2 separate regions of the Oryctolagus cuniculus genome follow, and region 2 is linked to region 1. The links are chromatin contacts, called in public Hi-C maps. All regions are on one chromosome and are shown on one strand. The core of a region is the stretch at or near the end of the contact, and the rest is flanking DNA. Distances in the headings are between cores, read along the strand shown. Region 1 has its middle 58 kb from the start of PPARGC1B. Region 2 overlaps PPARGC1B (PPARG coactivator 1 beta).

Region 1 (6,540 bases), core at 2,202-4,701:
GAGCAGCCAGGACACAAACCAGTGCCCATATGGGATGCCGGCACTGCAGACGGAAGCTTAGCCTCCTATGCCACAGCGCCTGCCTTGGGACAACTCATCTTGAATATTTGCTCACTGGGGGTGATTAATTTCTCTGAGGAGCCAACAAAGTTCCCAGAATAAAATGGACACTAACTTCACCCACATCTCCAACTCCCAGCGGCACGCCGGAGACCCTGTGGAAGGATCAGGGTGAGGACCTCCTCCTCTTGTGTCCTGAGAGCCGTCGCCTCGGCTTCTACCTTGGCGTTACAGGAACCCTTCCCATCCAGGATGTCAACCAGGCTCCATGACAACAGGAAGAGGAGGGCGCAAGCGCTTATGTCCAGGGTCAGGGTTCCAAACCCATTGCCGTGTTTGCGGTTCTTTGTCTCCCACCATCTGTCACTGAAGCCCTTCCCTCTTGATTTTCTTTTCATATCCCACACCAACTGCACCATTACTTACCTAATTTACAAGGGTATCTTCAAAAGTTCATCGAAAATGGAATTCAAAGATAAATTTATTTTGGTGCAAAAATTTCAAAGTCCAGTTTTTTTTTTTTCAAAATATGCATTTTCCGTGAATTTATTGACGATTCCTTAATATGCCTGAATACCAAATTTTTTGCACCAACATAAACATGTTGTTGAAATCCATTTCCATGAACTTTCTGAAGTACCCTCATATTTTTAAAGATGCCTTCCCTTTCCAACTTAGCTTAGAGGCTTTTGTCTAAAAACAAAACTTGATATCGCTGCTGTAATTGGAAATCTGGTTTCACTGCCCATAAATAGAAGGCAGCCATGACAATAAATGCAATGAAATGTTATCAAATTCCAGCTCAAAGCTGCTGCCTGCCGAAGGCTCAGAGCCTGGGGCCTGCTCTGTTTGTAAAAAAGGGAGCTTGGCAAGCGCCAGCGAGGTGTGAAAGACAGGCCATCGCCCAACCAAGCCTTTGCCCCACAGGGGCTGCGGGGGACTGAGAAAGGGCTGGAGCCAACACTCTCTGAGTAAATGATAGGTCAGGCCCATTCTGGACACCACCCACCAGGGGCACCTGTCCCCCTGCGGGGCAGACCTGAGGGGTGCCTCCCACCCTGGGCAACTCAGTACCATCCAGCTGGCAGCCGTAGGCAGCAGCCCCACAGCCACACTGCCCTGTTGCAAAGGCTGCCCTGGGCAGATCGTCTTGTCTCCACCTTCCCACGGGGAGGCCCAGGCTCCATCTCTGGCATCCGTGTCCTAGCACCAGGTGCCTCTTTTAATGCAGCCCCCACCTCACCCAGGCATCGGAGCCCCTCCTTCCCTGCCTCCACTTCTCACTTCACCCCTCCACGCCCCGCCCAGGTGGGCCTCTCTACAGCCCACACCTGGCCCTGTGGCTGCCCTCAGTATGGCGCCCTTCCTTGCCTCCAGTGGGGTAGGGGTAGGGGAAGGGGTGGGGGAAGCTCCACGGCCCAGCGTGCTGCACACCCAGCCCCCAGCTCTCCCCGCCACTAGCTCCCAGCTCCCCACAGTGCCTGGCTCCGCTGGTTTCCTTACCAGGCTCCCTCTCTTAGAAATTCCATAAACAGTGTTCCCTCGGCTGGAAGGGCTGCTTCTCGCCATCACCCACACATTCTTCCCGTCAGCGTCTCAGGCCTCTCTGGGGTGGCACCCCTCCTGCCACGACCTGTGCTTCCCTGCAGGGAGCGCAGTGCTGAGCGCAGGGCTGGAACCGTGCGGCGCGGCTAAGTCCCTGAGGATCGCGGAGGGTCATTAACTCCTCGAACCTGTAAATCCTTTCGCCCACTTTCTACCTGCCCTGCCCTTCATCCACGTAACTTCTACCCCTCCCAGCCACAACATTCTGGGTCACTTCCTATCCTTCTCATGATGTCACACAGGATGGCTCAAGTCCAACAGGATCGGCCTTCCAGCAAACTCCTGGAGTAGCGCGTGTTGGTTGAATGAATGCATGGGACAGTGCATAAAATACAGCATGGTCAGAAAACAATGTTGCTGTCATAACTTCTGCTTTCTAAGTAAGGCATAATTCCTATTCGTGGACAAAAATAATATCTCCCTATTGTTTGTTGACTTAAGGAGGTTGGTGGGAGAGACAACAGACTGAGATTGCCAAGGCTTTTTTTGGTCTTGTGTTTTTTTTTTTTTTTTTTTTTTTCTTTGACAGGCAGAGTGGACAGTGAGAGAGAGAGACAGAGAGAGAAAGGTCTTCCTTTGCCGTTGGATCACCCTCCAATGGCCGCCGCTGCAGCCGGCGCACCGCGCTGATCCGATGGCAGGAGCCAGGATCCAGGTGCTTTTCCTGGTCTCCCATGGGGTGCAGGGCCCAAGCACCTGGGCCATCCTCCACTGCACTCCCTGGCCATAGCAGAGAGCTGGCCTGGAAGAGGGGCAACCGGGACAGAATCCGGCGCCCCAACCGGGACTAGAACCCGGTGTGCCGGCGCCGCAAGGTGGAGGATTAGCCTATTGAGCCACGGCGCCGGCTCGGTCTTGTGTTGTTTTCCTTGGTGGTGGAAGGTGATATCCTAAGAGGAAGGCCCCTTTCTAACAGTATTTGAATCTTCAGGAATAACTTATAGCTGCACATGGTACAAAATTCAAATGCGGGTTAGCATGCCACATTAGTGAATCGCTGGATGTCGATATGAGTAGGGATGGAGAATCTAGCACTTTCAATGACACAGAGAGAAACTGGCGTTCCTAGGGGCACCTTGGGTGATGGGCCTGGAAAGGGGTGAGAGGGCCCAGCAGGGAGGCGGCCAGGGCTGGGTGCTCCAGCCCTGCAGTGTTGCAGTGCTGGCCAGGACCAAAGTTAGCATTGCTTGCTTGGTTGACCTCACCAGGCCACTGGCAGAGTTGGCCACACTCAAGTCCCCAGGGAGAGTTTGGGAGCAAACAAGGAAAGACAGTTCCAGTTGCCCTGGGCTCTCACAGCAGCCCCCAGGGAGAGCCGAACCCAAGGCCTGGGGCCATAGGGAGGAGAGAGAACTTGCAGAAACCTTTGGAGGGCACTGAGCTACACACACGAGGCAGGATGGGGCTCCAGCCAATTTTCCTTCACCTCCAAGGACACAGGGCCTCGGCTCACACGGGTGTTGCAGGGAGCCTTGCTTTTCGCCAGTGTCTTCTTGGCTCACTCCCTGACTGGACTGCAGGCCCTCTAAGGCCAGGGACTGGATTTCTTCTTGCTCCACCCTCTCAATCCCCTACCCAATAACAGTGAGCTCAGCACTGAACCCAGGTTTTAGAAACTAGGTAATTCTGAAATGCATGCAACATGAAATTTACCACCTTAGCCATTCTGAGTGTAAAGTTCAGAGGTGTTAAGTACGTTCACAATGCTGTGCAATCACCACTTTCATTCATCCCCGGGAACACCTTCTGTCCTGTAAAAGTGAAACTCTGTAGCCATTACACATTCCCATTCCCCGCGCCCAGCAAGCACCGGCAACCACCACTCTGCTGTCCATCTCGGTGGATCCCACTAGTTCAGGTGCCTTGCATAAGTGGAACCACGTGGTATTTGTCACTGTATAGCTTATTTTGCCTAACACAAGGTCTTCAAGGCTCACCCAGGTTGTAGCAGGTGTCAGAACTTACTTCCTTTGCTATTTGGACAGTGCTGCTGGCAACATGGGTATACACTTGCATCTACAAGACTGTTCTCTGTTTCTGAAAGCCATTCCAATCCGGGGGTGAGCTAAAACCTCATTGTGGTTTTGATTTGCATTTCCCTGATGGCTAGTGATCCTGAACATTTTTTCATGTGTCTGTTGGCCATTTGGATTTGCTCTTTTGAAACATGCCTGTTTAAGTCCTTTGCCCATTTCTAAATTGAGTTGTTTTGTTGTTGAGTTTCTTTATCTCTTTATATATTCTGGCTATTAATCCTTTATCAGTTGCATAGTTTGCAAATAATTTCTCCCCTTCTGTCAGTTGTCTCTTCACTTTGCTGTTTCTTTTGAAGTGCAGAAGCTTCTCAATTTGATGTAATCTCAGTCAATTATGACTTTGATTGCCTGTGCCTCAGGGGTCTTTTCCAGGAACTCTTTGCCTGTACCAATGTCTTGCAGGATTTCCCCAATGTTCTCTCATAATTTGATGGCATGGGTCATAGATTTAGGCTTTAATCCATGTTGAGTGGATTTTTGTGTAAGGTGTGAGGTAGGGGTGTCGCTTCATGCTTCTGCACGTGGAGATCCAGCTTTCCCAGCGCCACTTGCTGAAGAGACTGTCCCTGCTCCAGGAATTCATTTTAGCTCCTTTGTCAAAGATAAGTTGGTTGTAGACACGGGGTTGACTTCTGGAGTTTCTATTCTGTTTCATTGGCCTACCCAGTTATACCATTTTTAAAAAAATATTTATTTTTATTTATCTGAAAGGTACAGTCATAAAGAGAGAGAATTAGAGAGAGAGAGAGAGAGAGAGTGTGTGTGTGTGTGTGTGTGAGAGAGAGAGAGAGAGAGAGAGAGGATCTACCATCTACTGATTCACTCCCCAAATGCCCACAATGACTAGGGCTGGGCCAGACTGAAGCCAGGAGTCAGGAGCCCCTTCTACATCTCCCATGTGTTTGCAGGGGCCCAAGGAGTTGGACCATCTTCCACTGCTTTTCCAGGCACATGAGCAGGGAGCTGAATCATAAGTGGAGCATCCAGGACTTGAACTGGTAGCCACATGGATGCCAGCATTGCAGGCGGCAGCTTTACCTGCTACACCACAGCACTGGCCCCTAGTTACATCATTATATATTCCCACCAGCAGTGCACAGGGTTCCAGTTTCTCTGCCTCCTTGCCAACACTTGTTATTTTCTGCTTCCTTCGTTTTTACAGCCATATTAATGGTGTGAGGTGGTAGGTCATTCTAGTTTTGATTCGCATCTCCCTACTGATTGGTGATATTAAAACATCCTTTTAGGCCGGCGCCGCGGCTCACTAGGCTAATCCTCCGCCTAGCGGCGCCGGCACACCGGGTTCTAGTCCCGGTCGGGGCGCCGGATTCTGTCCCGGTTGCCCCTCTTCCAGGCCAGCTCTCTGCTGTGGCCCGGGAGTGCAGTGGAGGATGGCCCAGGTGCTTGGGCCCTGCACCCCATGGGAGACCAGGAGAAGCACCTGGCTCCTGGCTCCTGCCATCGGATCAGCGCGGTGCGCCGGCCGCAGTGTGCCAGCCGTGGCGGCCATTGGAGGGTGAACCAACGGCAAAGGAAGACCTTTCTCTCTGTCTCTCTCTCTCACTGTCCACTCTGCCTGTCAAAAAAAAAAAAAAAAAAACAAAACAAAACAAAACAAAACATCCTTTTATGTGCTTATCAGCCACTTGCACATCTTCTTTAGGAAAATGTCTATTCCAGAATGTCCTTTCATTTGAATTTGGGTGTTTGTTTCATTGTTGAGGTTTAGGAGTTTGCTACAAATTCTGGATATTAATCCTTGATCAGGTATATGATTTGCAAACATTTCTTCCCATTCTGTGGGTTGCATTTTTACTCCACTGAGAGTGTCTTTTGATGCACAAAATTTTAAATTTTCATGTCGCCCAGTGTGTCTCTTTTCTCTTTTGCTGCCTGTGCCTTTGGCGTGCTGAGAAATCACTGCACATCTAATGATGTGAAGCTCAGCTCTGAGCCCAGTTTTGTAGCCGTCCACAGCATCCTGGTTGTAAGGAGGACTGTGACTGAATGATTCATTTCTCCCCCTCTTACACACGCACATGCACATGACTGGGAAACGGCCGGCAGGAGGGAGAATGCATTGTTCTGGGCTGCCCAGAGCCCAGATGCTAGCTGGGCCCTTGCTACCAGTGTGCCATGTTGGCCAGCCTTGGGGCAAAGCCCTGGACTAGCTCAGCTTCTGCTTCCCCCACACCCTGCAATCAACAGCTCAAGGAACCACAAAGCAATCTTTATGGCTGTCATACATTGGCTGGGCTGCAGAAGTACAAATAAGGCCGTTTCTACATAATCCTCACACTGTTCAGATACGAAGGTTGCAATGGGCAAAGACTGGCATCGGCCAGGAAGTTGGGCTGTGCTAGATTGCTGGAGGCCTTTGTAACTGCTGACTGTGGCCATGCAGTTCTGGAACCGGCTCCAAGTCAAATACACATACAGACAGGAGGCTCAACCTTCCTCACTGGCTACTGCAGGAGTCTCGCCACCCCTACTAGAAAGATAAGGAAACAAAGGCACAGAGAGCCTACGTCACGTGGACATTGGCAGGGGCGTCCACAGCTAACCCCAGGGGGCCAGTATTTAATTCTTGATTCCTTAAAGGCTCCAAGTGACTAAGTCTGCCCAACTGAGGTATTCATTATCTCCTAGAAAGAAAAAAAAATCTCTAAATGATGTCACCATTATAATAATAGCGTGGAACTGTCGGAGCTTATGAACAAACAAGCTGGCTGTTGACTTGCTACCTTAAACCCATAGCGTGCTTCCATTTAAGCTTTGGGTTTTAGTTATTAGTGAGTGAACCAGAACGCTCCTGACATAAATCAGGCTGTCATTTTGC
Region 2 (6,540 bases), core at 2,821-5,320, 150 kb before region 1:
CTTGGTGAGTGCTGCCAGGAGGGCCTCATTCTCACTGTCGATCTGGAGGGAGGAGGCAGGAGGGGTGGGGAGGGTTCATCACCACCTGCACGGCCTGTGGCACCACCACCACCACCCCACTCCAGCCAAACCCTCCCTCGTCAGAGCTACTCAGTACTCCTGGGAGAGCAGATGCCCAAGTAACACGCTATCAGCTCTAAGAGCCACAGAAATTTACGAGCAGACAGCAGGTAGTCATGGAAAAGCCTGTCCGTGGAGCCCCAGCCTTGGCCCCGCTGCTTATCAGCATGCGTCCAGGGGCAGAGGTCTGTCCAGCCCGGCGACACTCGCCTGCTCCACCAAGGACCAAGGCTGGTCTCCCATGGCAGGCCCCAGCACCCCGGATCCGGGGGCCTAGGCACCATGAAGACTGGAAGCACCAGGGCTGCACACAGGACCACCCCAGCTGCCATCTCCTCATCGGATCCCAGGGCTCGCTCTCTGCTCTCACTCACAAGAGAGGGAGGAAGCGTGGTGGTTGCCAGCAAGGGCTCAGAACTGGGGCTCAATCCCAGCTCCCACACTTAGCAACTCCAGGCGGTTGGACAAGTGAGTTTCGTCCTCTGTCAACTGTGGTAACAAACAGACACGATTCTGGGAGGTTCTTGTTGATGACCGGGTAAGTCAACAGAGCTGGGATGCTGAGGGGACTTGAAAAACTCCATGGAAAATGGGAATTAGAAGATAAGCTTATGGGGCAGCTTTGTGGTGCGGTAGGGTTAGCCGCATCCTGCAACAGCAGCATCCCATATGAGCGCCAGTTTGAGGCTGCTTCCCTTCTGATCCAGCTCCCTGCTAATGTGCCTGGGAAAGCAGCAGAGGATGGCCCTAGTGCTTGGGTCCCTGCACCTACATGGGCGACCTGGGTGAAGGTCCTGGCTCCTAGCTTCAGCCTGGTCCAGCCCTGGCCATTGCAGACTTTTGGGGAGTGAACCAGCGTATGGAAGATCTCTCTTCTGTCTATCCCTCTCTCTGCAACTCTGCCTTTCAAATAAATAAATCTTCTTTATTTTAAATTTATTTTTTTTGAAAGATTTATTTATTTATTTTAAAATCAGAGTTACACAGAGAGGAGAGGCAGAGAGAGAGAGAGGTCTTCCATCCGCTGGTTCACTCCCCAGTTGGCAGCTACAGCCAGAGCTGAAGCCAGGAGCCAGGAGCTTCTCCCAGGTCTCCCATGCAGGTGCAGGGGCCCAAGGACTTGGGCCATCTACCACTGCTTTCCCAGGCCATAGCAGAGAGCTGGATCGGAAGTGGAGCAGCCGGAACTTGAACCAGTGCCGACATGGGATGCTGGCACTGCAGGCGGTGGCTTTACCCGCGACACCACTGCACCAGCCCCTTTTATTTATTTCAAAGGCAGAGTTATGCAGAGGAGCCAGGTGTTTCATCCGGGTCTCACACATGGGTGCAGGGGCTCCCAGCACTTGGGTCTTTCACATGGATAGCAGGGGCCCAAGCACTTGAGCCATATTCCACTGCTCTTCCCAGGCACATTAGCAGGGGGCTGGATTGGAAGTAGAGCAGCGGGACTAGAACCGGCGCCCATATGGTATGCCGGCATCTCAGGCAGCGGCTTTACCCAGTACGCCATAGCGCTGGCCCTCCAGGAACATCCTGAATTCCCTCCTAGCGCCTAATACAAAATAAGCACTCCCGACCTTCACGACGAGCACCAATAGGCTCCCCTCCCTTGCCCCGCCCCGCGGCCACTGGAGACATCTTGTGCTCCTGAGGCCCCATGAGCTCCCCCCCCACAAACCCCCCGCAGTGCAGGGTTCAGCACTGAACAACCAAGACCATTCCAGGGTGTGAGGGGCTGGGGAGGAAACAGAAGGAAGCCATGCTGGACGGTTGGCCCTGGGGAGGATTACAAGGTGCTTAGAAAGGCTCGGGGCACCCAGCGTGGCCAGCAGAGGAACAGAAAGGCCGTGAGTTGCCTGCCTCGCTAACCCTGGCGAGGGAAGCCCTGTTCCAGCACCCATGAGGCTCCTGGAGGTTCAACAGTGGGTCGAGGGTCCCCTGGCGTGGCCCGTGCACGGTGACTCACGGCTGCTGCTGCTGTGTGGAGTGCCAGCCCTCGGCCCCCAGCCCCCGGCCCCCGTGCCCAGCGGCCTGGAGTTGCTGGTAGATGAGGGCCTGAGTATCTCGAGGGAACTGTGCTTCCTGGGGCTGCACTGGCATTGGCCGCCCGGCCGTCACACGATGCCTCGCTCCGCGCACTTCCCATTTATAGAACAGAGCTAAGAATACAAGAAAGGCTAATAGAAGTCTTTGGTGGAACCTGACCCAGGCTCCGGGGATGCAGGCTCCTGGGCGAATCAGGGCCATAGACTCTGGCCATTAGAAGGCAATGGCGGGACAGCGCAGTAGCTCACTAGGCTAATCCTCCACCTTGCGGCGCCGACACACTGGGTTCTAGTCCCGGTCAGGGCGCCAAATTCTGTCCTGGTTGCCCCTTTTCCAGGCCAGCTCTCTGCTGTGGCCAGGGAGTGCAGTGGAGGATGGCCCGAGTGCTTGGGCCCTGCACCCCATGGGAGACCAGGATAAGTACCTGGCTCCTGCCATCGGATCAGCGTGGTGCGCCGGCCGCAGCGGCCGTTGGAGGGTGAACCAACGGCAAAAGGAAGACCTTTCTCTCTCTCTCTCACTGTCCACTCTGCCTGTTTAAAAAAAAAAAAAAAAAGAAAAGAAAGAAGGCAATGGCGGCTGGCGCCACGGCTCACTTGACTAATCCTCCGCCTGCGGCGCCGGCACCCCGGGTTCTAGTCCAGGTTAGGGTGCTGGTTCTGTCCCGGTTGCTCCTCTTCCAGTCCAGCTCTCTGCTGTGGCCCGGGAAGGCAGTGAAGGATGGCCCAAGTGCTTGGGTCCCTGCACCCACATAGGAGACCAGGAGGAGGTACCTGGCTCCTGGCTTAGGATTGGTGCAGCGCCGGCCGTAGCGGCCATTAAGGGAGTGAACCAACGGAAGGAAGACCTTTCTGTCTGTCTCTCTCTCAATGTCTAGAACTCTACCTGTCAAATAAAAAAATAAAAATAGAAGGCAATGGGGCTCCCTTGGCTGTCCCCCAAGTCTCCCTCTTGCCCCTCAGCCGGGCTGCCCGCTCTATGCTCCCAAACAACGCGTCCAGCTTGACAAGTTGTTCAGACCCTGGAACCCGAGCCTCCTTGACCTGGGGCATGACTAGGGGCATGACCCCGCAGGGCTCTGCCAGCAGTGGCTGGCCCAAGGCAAGTCACTTCTCTCCCCTAAATCCCTGCTCTTTTCCTGTGAAACAGGAGGACTCGCCCTCAGGCCAGTTTTCCTGCCAGGGCCAGCATGAAGGCCAAATCTGGAAGCAGCGATGAGCGGGCAGGGCGGACGCAGCCGAAGGAAGGAATGAATGAGACAAACAATGAACAATGGCAGCAGGCCGAGCTCATCGTCAGAAAGACCAGATTCCCGCGGGACGGCATCCAGGCATGACGTCAGCAGCCTTGCGTGGAACGGGAACTCTGACCCTGGCTCCGGGCCGTCTGATCAGCGACTTCAAGCACGGCTCGGGGCTCACTTCCCAGACAGCTCCTCCTGTACCCGCCTCTGTCTTGCTGGGGTCCAGGCAACCAGCACCCATCAATCACTGTGGAAGCTCGTGGGGAAACCTACCTGTCATTCTTTTGGGAGGAGGGGGCGGGGCAAAGTCAAAGTCATAGAGAGTGAAGGGGCGGGGTCACAGGTGAGGGCCTTGGGCCCTGGAGGCCAACACTGACCAATCGGGCTTCCTGAGTGCCAGGCATGAGGCCGACATGCGTACACTATGGCGGAGACCTCAAGAACCACCCATCAGGACAGGTGAGGCCAAGAGGGACTCACAGAAGGCCCCCCCCTTGCACCCCAGTCTGGGCTGTGCGATGGGAATTCCTGCCCTGCACCCGACACATCCCAGCGAGCCGGCTGCCCTCTCCTCTTCTCTGGGCCCATTAGCTCAGCTCTCCCTGCTCCCCGTGGAAGCTGAGTGCAAATTAATGGAGGGTTAATCAGCTGCGGAAGGGATATTAATAGACCCAGCCCCGCCCCCAGCCTTCCTGGGAGGTTCTCCAGCCTTCAGGAAATCTGGGGAAATGCTTCGCTTTGAGCACCCTGAAGAGCCAGCGACAGAATTTTCACCCTCGGGGCCGGAAGGACCTCCAGAGCCCACAGAGCCCTGGGGGCTTCTCGGAGGCCTGGGGGACCCAGGGAATCCGGGCCCCCAGTTTTCTTGGAGTAGATCTATGCTTTCATCTGCACCTAAAAGGAACCAGTTTGCTTCTCTCTCCCTCTCTCTCTCTGTATCTCTGCCTTCCAAATAAAAATAAACAGATAAATGTAAATAAATAAAAAATAGAGACTGGACCTCTTGCTGGCATTTGGGAAGTGCACCGGTGGATGGCAGATTTCTCTTTCTATATAGATGTGTGTGTGTGTGTATGTGTGTGTGTGTGCGCACGCCTACACGCATGTGCCTTTTGAGTAAATGCAATCAATAAACGGACCCAGTGACTCTCTCCTCCACCCCCAGCCGATGAAATCCTCCAATCCTGTCTGTGTTCCTGCCTTGTTCCTCACACAGGGGAACTGAGCCCCAGCCAAAGGGAGCTACTTGCCCACGTGGGTCACAGCGCATAACACCCAAACACCTGCTTCCTCCAGAAAAAAATCTACTGACATGGAAGGCAACGTCCCTGTCCCCTAGAAGCTGTCAACTTGCTAACTGTGGCTTGTTCCCACTCTCCCAGTGTTCCCAGGCGAGGGTGCCCTGGGACTGTTCGAACCCCGCCCGGACATGGGCAGCAGGCTCCAGGACTACCGCTGGCCCCAGGAGGCAATCGCCCAAGCCAGCAGCAGCAGCAGGGTTAGAACTCAGGGCCCTGGATCACAGCTTGCTCTCAGAGTGGGTCACGTCTGCGAATGGGCGTTTATACTGTGTGGGCCCCCGAGATGCATAAGATGATTTTGTTCTCAAAGAGCTTGGGGTCTGAAGGACACACACACACGAGAAGAAGCAACTGACTGCCCACCCCGGAAGGGCAGAACCAAGAACTCAGGATCACAAGGGACTCTCATCTGACGGCGCCAGGCACTATGCATGGCCTCGGAGCATAGCAAGTGGAGACAAGGACAGGGCCTCATCCTGAGTAATGACAGAGAGGAGAGTTGGTCGGGAATGCAGGCCGGGAAGGGGTGAGGGACGGGTGGGCAGATCTCAGCCAGGGCTGGGGGCCTGAGGGCCACACCAGACTCATGCAATGTTAGGAGCGGGGGGTGGGGTAGGGGGAGCAGAGGTTCCTGGGGGCATGGTCAGTCCCCGAGCGGGCAGGGGACCTGTGCAGTCCAGGTGGGAGTCGGTCTGCAGGTGGCATCAAAGTACCCTCTGCACACTGAAAGCATTTTCTTGGAGTCAGGGCGGGAGGGAGGGAGCAACATGGCAAAGGTATGGCACCCATTGTTCAGCTAAGGAAATGGGGGTCTCCAGGGGGCCAGACCTGCCAACTCCTAGGTGGGATGGCAGCAGGGGATCTCAGTGAGCAGCGGCAGGCCCACATTCCCGGCTTAGAGTCTGCGCCCTGACTCCTGCAGCTCCGTGATCTCAGACAAGTCACTTAACTGCTCTGAGCCTCACTCCCCTAAGAGTACTCCGCTTCCGGCTGAGAACACCCTAGGGAAGAGCGCCAACTCCCTGCGGTGCCCACGAGGCTCTGCACGGTCTCTGCCCCGCCCACCCCTGACCTTAGCTCCCAGCACCTTCCTCTTTCACCCTTCCGTTCCTCCCACACCGCCAGCCCGTCCTGCCCTCGGCTCCGCGACCCCTGGTTCTTAGAGGTTCACGTGGCTGCCGCTGCGCAGCCTTCAGCGGACACGAGTCTGCCTGCAGGGGCCTCTCCCGACCACCCAGCCCGCGGAGCCCTTGCTGTTCCTGTTAGGTAGGAAGTCAGTTATGGGCTTGTGTGTGTGTGTGACATAAAGGCCTAAAGAGAAGACATCTATGTCCAGCATCTGCATCTCAAAGTCATCCTGACATGTTTCAGGGGCAGCCCGGTATTCACATCCTGCCCTGCCCCCTTCTACCTGATAACCTGCCAGGTGGAGGTCCCCGACCCTTCTCCCTGACAAATCTTCCACAATCTCCCAGATGCAGCCCAGTAGCTGCACTTCAAACACCCTGCTCGGGATTCCCATTCTCCAGGGGTCTTGCTCACCCTTCCTCTAAACTTAGGATGGCACAAGCTAGGCTTCCTCCTGTCTGATACCTTCAGGGGAAAACTCAGATAGAAGTTTTTCTATTTACATCCAAAAAGCCCTTTGTTCCAAGAGGAGCAGAGGTGGGGAAGCAAGACCCATCTCCTTAAACACCCCCCCCCCCAGCCTCAACCGGACTGTGCGCTCAGCCCTCTGCCTCTCTGCTGGGCCGCCCGCCTGGTCTAGCCTGGTGTAATCTCTCCACCTTGCTCCTTCCCCCACCCCCCAGTCCGAGCAACTGCACT

Evidence for each region. A called contact is a pair of places that touch in the nucleus more often than the background predicts.
Region 2: a Hi-C map of an unstated tissue shows a contact between it and region 1, with 2.9 times the contacts expected there. The contact joins two enhancer-like sites. A contact is called at or near these places in 3 of 6 Hi-C or Micro-C datasets (ear pinna, skin fibroblasts and an unstated tissue).

The regions. Positions count from the first base shown.
Region 1 is chr6:37,003,847-37,010,386 of mOryCun1.1, reverse strand. No RefSeq gene overlaps it. Among named protein-coding and RNA genes, the nearest start is that of PPARGC1B, 58 kb to the left of the region's middle. Within about 2 kb of position 3,451, at least 2 of the 8 cell types and tissues checked have an H3K27ac peak or open chromatin away from gene starts, as enhancers often do.
Region 2 is chr6:37,149,606-37,156,145 of mOryCun1.1, reverse strand. It overlaps PPARGC1B (PPARG coactivator 1 beta), which reads right to left. Exons shown (of 12, transcript XM_051843506.2): 3 at 1-42. Among named protein-coding and RNA genes, the nearest start is that of MIR378, 85 kb to the right of the region's middle. Within about 2 kb of position 4,070, at least 4 of the 8 cell types and tissues checked have an H3K27ac peak or open chromatin away from gene starts, as enhancers often do.